Regions from separate parts of the Macaca mulatta genome. Here region 2 is linked to region 1. A link is a contact called in public Hi-C data. All regions are on one chromosome and are shown on one strand. Each heading gives the region's core, a stretch centred on a gene start, on an enhancer-like site or on the middle of the called end of the contact. The rest is flanking DNA. Distances are from core to core; before and after follow the strand shown. Region 1 overlaps TLN2 (talin 2). Region 2 holds the start of TPM1 (tropomyosin 1).

The links. Hi-C and Micro-C count contacts between places; a contact is called where the count stands out from the background.
Region 2: a contact with region 1 is called in a Hi-C map of fetal cortex germinal zone, with 2.9 times the contacts expected there. The contact joins the promoter of TPM1 here to the enhancer-like site in region 1. A contact is called at or near these places in 4 of 14 Hi-C or Micro-C datasets (blood, fetal cortex germinal zone, fibroblasts and 1 more).

What each region holds. Positions count from the first base shown.
Region 1 is chr7:40,122,636-40,125,335 of T2T-MMU8v2.0, reverse strand. TLN2 (talin 2) reads right to left here. Exons shown (of 60, transcript XM_077939530.1): 45 at 2,169-2,270. Among named protein-coding and RNA genes, the nearest start is that of MIR190A, 43 kb to the left of the region's middle. Within about 2 kb of position 1,250, at least 13 of the 40 cell types and tissues checked have an H3K27ac peak or open chromatin away from gene starts, as enhancers often do. A contact at or near this core is called in fetal cortex germinal zone, where this site is marked.
Region 2 is chr7:40,387,094-40,389,793 of T2T-MMU8v2.0, reverse strand. TPM1 (tropomyosin 1) reads right to left here and starts at 1,291. Exons shown (of 9, transcript XR_013395649.1): 1 at 1,095-1,291; 2 at 1-3.

The DNA of each region.
Region 1 (2,700 bases), core at 1-2,500:
AGGAATTCCCCCTAGAAGCCCCCAGAAGGCACAAGCCCTGTTCGCTTCTCACTCCTGGGCCCAGGCTTCTGTAGGGGGCTGATCTGGTCTCTGGATGCCCCGAAGCAGGTCCCACCCAGGCGAGAGAGGGCATGAGGACAGGGCTGTTAAGAAAACCATGAATGAGAAGTGCTGGATAAGCCAATGTTTTAGAGGAAAAAAAACTCATAGAGGATACAGCTTTGCAGTAAATTTGTGCCAAGGAATCACAAGGTTTTACCCACAAATTTAGTTAAGAGTAGTGTGTAGCCCACATGGTCAAGTTCTGCCTTTATTATGAAGATACTCGGGATTTTTCTCTGTTTCATAGACTGATGCATCTCAATTATCTAAGGTAGCTGGCATGCTAGTTTCTAGTGTTTCTTCTTCCTCTGGACAAAAATACCTTTAAATTCTCACAAAAGCAGTTTTAATCTACCACCCAGAAGGGTGTCAACTTGTCCCTCATCACGGGGCTCCCCTCCTGTTCCACCTCCTCTTGCTCTGGATAACAATACTGTCTCTTTATTTGTGGTCTTTTAAGACCTTGATTTTAAACAGCCTTTTAAAATACCTTTTGAATGACTCTCCATCCATCAAGGCAGGACAGGAATGTCCACCCCATCTAAGGCATGTGTACAAGGACACGTCCCAGCCTTCAGCTGAGATGTGGCCTCCAAGGAACGCACACTGAGCTGCACGAGAGTGAGTGGTGCCACGCACTGCTCCACTGCGACCTGCCAACAGGTGCACTGGGTCACTCCTTACGGGGTGAGGAGGGCCTCTTTCACACAAGGAGCCAGGCCAGTTATCTCAGGAGTGACCACGCAGCCTGAAGCTCAGCTCCTTAAGCTCATGGACACCCAGGGTCAGGCCAGGGCAGCCCAGGACCTGGTTCTGGAGACATTCCAGAAACACCATGAGGCTGCTCAAACATGTTTTTACCGCTGCTGCGCTGTGCTTCCTGCTCATCAGGAATCTGCGCTGAAGGGCTGCTGGCTCGGACCTAGGATCCATCCCCCACGCTCCCGAGAAGGACAAGACTGGGCTCAGCTCCAGCTTTTCACAGAACACTGAGATGGGTGTACCATTCTCCAGCCTGAATTCTTTTAAACAAGCCTGGCACAACCACAGAGTTTCCATGAATGAATGGCAGCAGCCAGGGACGACTTTGTGGTCCAAGCTCAACCTCTAGTGGACACACGATTACATGACAAAACCACTCAGAGGGGATCTGGGCACAGCAACCACGTGGTGGCTCATTCTGGTCACTCCAGCGAGGAAGGCCCATTGATTTCTCAACCCAGGCTTCTGTGGCAAGTATCAAAGAGGCATGTTTCCCCCGAGAAGGACAAGAAATTTTATCTTATGGCATCTGAGCTTTCAAGAGTTGAGAGAAACTTTTTCTATGGACTCCTATCAATTCTTTGGGAACCACATTTGTCATCTTTCTTATAACTGCTTAACATATCAGAGAGCATTCACTTTCTCTCAATGCCATTTGTATCTAAGGATCTATATATTACAGTTCTGGCTGCATTACATTTTAGCCAAAAAAAAAAAAAAAAAAAAAGCCCAAACCAAACATTACCTCCAAAAGTCGTATGCCTTCTACTGTCAGGAATTTTTTTTTTTCTTTTTACATAACCATACTGTTTCATTTTGCCTGAAAGATGGCAATACCTTATTGTCCAAGTATTATAACTTGATTTCATCAAATAATCTCATCTCTGTTCTATTTTATCCCGAAATATCTTCTCTTGCACTGTTATTTTAATCTACTAAAAACACCTCCAGTCCTTTGTGAGGTGAATAGGATTCTTCCCCTTTCTCCTTAACTACAAATTCCTTGTTTTCCCCGTCTTCTCATTTTCTCTCCTTCCTTTGCTCCTCTGTCCTCATGCCCAAGTCTCAGCCACCTTTAATTCCCTCTTGCAGCTTTTTCATGAGATAAGAACTACAGCAGACTGGGGCTACCAGACACAGGCAGCCAGAAAGACCACAGATAAAGGACAGAAGCTGGAGCCCCTGAGGGACTAGAGAGTGGTCTGGGCTCTCTCTCCGACACAGATCTGGGATTTGCAGGCTCAGCGGCGGCAGTGGATAAAAAGGCAACTAACAGTGGGGAGGGCAGTTCTCTCCCCTCTTACCATTTCCTGAGCTGTCACCGCAATGGCTTTGGAGTATTTAACCACAGTTGTCTGATAGTCGACAAATGTTCCCTTTGGTTCTGGAGGAGTGCCTTCATCCAGCTACAGAGGAGAGGAAAAGAATCCAAAGGTCATAAGAAGCCTGGTGAAGTGTAGACTGTATTTATGAGAATTAGGAACTTTGAAAAACAGAGCGGGCCTCCGAGATTCTTTCGCCCAGTGTCAACTCAATTGCCCAACTTGTGCAATAAGGACTTCAACAGAAGGGCACATAAGGCATTCGGGGTACATGTCAAGGAGAGGCTCCCAGCCTTGCCTGAGAGGAGCGGGAGGCCTTCCAGAGGAGTGATGTTTCGGCCAAGTCTTACCAGGCGAGGAGTCTGCCACATGTAAAAGGTGGGAAAGGCATCCCAAGAAAAGGGAACAGAATTCAAGCACATGGAGGCGGGGGCCAGCCTGACACTTCTAGGGAAGCGCAAAGGGGCAGAAGATGAGGTGGGAAAGGAGGCGGACTATCCATCAGGAAGCGCTT
Region 2 (2,700 bases), core at 42-2,541, 260 kb before region 1:
CAGCTGGGATTTGGCCAGGGGGTACGGGGAGGGAGGGGGGTGCAGCAGGCAGCGTGATCCCGAAGGGGAGGGGTGTGGGTGCACAGAACCAGAAGGACAGGGACAGCGGGAGAGACAGAGGGAAAGACAGGGAGAGAGAGAGAGAGAAAGAGAAAGAGTTAGCCATTCGTGCGCCACGCTGTGCCGCGCGCCCCGGGTACCTTGGCGGCGGCCTCCTCGGCGGCCAGGAGGCTGTCCTCCGCCTTGTGCAGCTCCTCCAGCACCCGGTCCCGCTCGTCCTCCGACACCCGCAGCAACTTCTCCTTGGCCGCGATGTCCTCCTCGAGCTGGGGGCAGCGGCGGGCGGGCGCGGGCGGCCGGCACGGACCGGGTGTTAGACACACACAACACACGGGCATCGGGTTGACTGGGGCCCCTGGGGCTCGGGGCACCGCCGCCGAGATGGAGTGCAAGGGACCCAAGGTAACTTTCTCTTTACCCGAGCTGGAACCGCTCCAGGGCTCACCCCGCACACCCACCTGCCCTGGGAGGAGACTTCTGCCGAGGTCTCAGCGGGCTCAAGTCCACTACTTGGGGACACAGAAGAACGCCACTGCTGGCCTGGCTTTCGGGCTGTAGCCTCCATTCCGTCCCATCTTTGTTCTTTGGTAACAACTCCACGACTCCCCTTTCCTCCCCAAGTTTAACGTTCCTTTCTCCCCAGTCAAAAGTCAAATAACTTATAACACTTGAATTACTCGACACCCTTTCTCCATCCCGCGCCCTTCCTTCAAACGTCCCCAGGAACCGGGTGTCCTCCTCCCTGCCCCAAACTGATTCCCAGTCCTGAGAATAAAGCGCCTCTAGGACTTGACTTCGCGGGTCATGGGAACCAGAGAAGGGAAATAAGCGTCCTCAGATCAGACTACAAAGTTAGACTAAGCCTGGCTTTTGCATTTCCCTTCCTTCTTTCCAGACGCGCGCCCTGGCCGCCCTGGGTGGTGGTGGGGGTAGGGTGGTATCTCCCCGAGTCCTCGGGGTGGGGATCCAGCCGGGGGTGCCAGGCTCGGGTCCCCGCACTCGGGGCGCGGGTTCAGGGCCGGGGAGGCGCAGACCTGCTTGCTCCTGTCTTCCGCCGCCTTCTTGTCGGCCTCCGCCTGCTCAGCTCGATCCAAGGCGTTCTCCTTGTCGAGCTTCAGCATCTGCATCTTCTTCTTGATGGCGTCCATGGTGGCGGCTGCGAGGGGCCCTGGGGCTGCGGCAGGAGCGGCGGGGCGAGCGCGCGATCGGGCGGAGGAGCGGGAGTGCGAGCGCGGAGCCGCCTGCTGCTCCCAGATATGTACTTTCCCAAGGGGGCGACCGCATTCCTCAAGACAGCCAATACTTTTTTGGAAAAGCTTTTTTCTCCTGCCCCCCTTCCTCCTCTCCTCCCTCCGCCCCGTGCCCCCTCCCCGCTCCTCCCGCGGGGGCTGCTCGCCCATTCGCTGCCGGCCGCCGGCCTCCCAGTTGACGGTGTATATGACTATATATGGGGACCCGAGCAGCCGAGTCGGCTGCCGAGCAAGGCCGCCCTGTTTCTAAACCTGCGCGCCAGGGAGAGGGCGTTGGGGCCGAGCCGAGGCTAAGGCGCAACCCTCTTCCCTCCGCGCCCCCTTCTCTCAGGGCCGACACCCCGCCATTTGGATCCCCAGCCGAGCCCGCTGTGAGCCGCCGGAGGCTGGGAGAGCGCGGGCCAAGTGGTGGATGCGCGTCGCCCCCCTGGGCCGTCCCCCGGCGCGCTGAGCCAAAGGCCGGGAGGCTTCCCAGCCGTGCCGCACCCCGCGTCAGGGCCGGTGCGCTCTCGGCACCCGCCAGCGCCTCCCAGGCAGCTCTCAGCCAGCCAGGTGTCATCCTGGGCGCTCACGCTCTGGAAACTCAACTGAAACAGAGAAAGGGAGAACGTGGGAGAAAGCCTGGGGCGGCTTCTGAGACTTTCTCTGCGGGCGCGGGTCAGAAAGGCAGGGGGCGGCACAGCGACAGCACACGGAGTCTTGTTTTCTGCGTGCCCTTTCCCCCAGCGGAGGTGACAGTCAAATACTTTAGGGACACAGGACTCAGTGGCGTACTTCTGTGCTTGCTGTGCGGTGCCTCCAAAAAGGTGTACGTGTGTACGTGTGTACGTGTGTGTGTGCGGGTGGCAGTTTAAGGGGAAAGAACATTGAGTTTAGACTCACGCAACTTGGTCTGTGGTCTCTACTCTGCCACCAGCAACTGTGTGAACTTGTTTGCTGCCCGCGGCTTTCTCAACTTTAAATCTAGGGTGTAGATGATCTCCGAGGTCCCTCCAGATCTAACTTGTTATAATTTTTCTTGCACTGATTTTAGGGAGTCGGCCTTTCCATGTTAGATGCTTAGGTGCCAGGTTTCGGAAAACGTGGGATCGGCGTTATCCCGGCTAAGTCATTGCATCCGCAGCCGCAATTCTGAGGAGGGAGCAGGCCCGGCTTTGCCATGTGAGCTGTGCTTGGAAGCGGGAGGATTTTTCCCCCAACACTTCTTATTTTGAACTCTACTGCTCCCATCCCCCAAGGGGGAAAGCCTGCTTTTTTTCAGAGCTTCAGTGGGAGGGGAGGAGAGAGGGCTGCCCCCAAGCCCTGAGCTCAGCTGAGGCACGGTTGGTGAGGGTCTTGTTAACAGTCCCCACAGAATAATTCACAGTCTGTACTGCATGGTTACCGAATA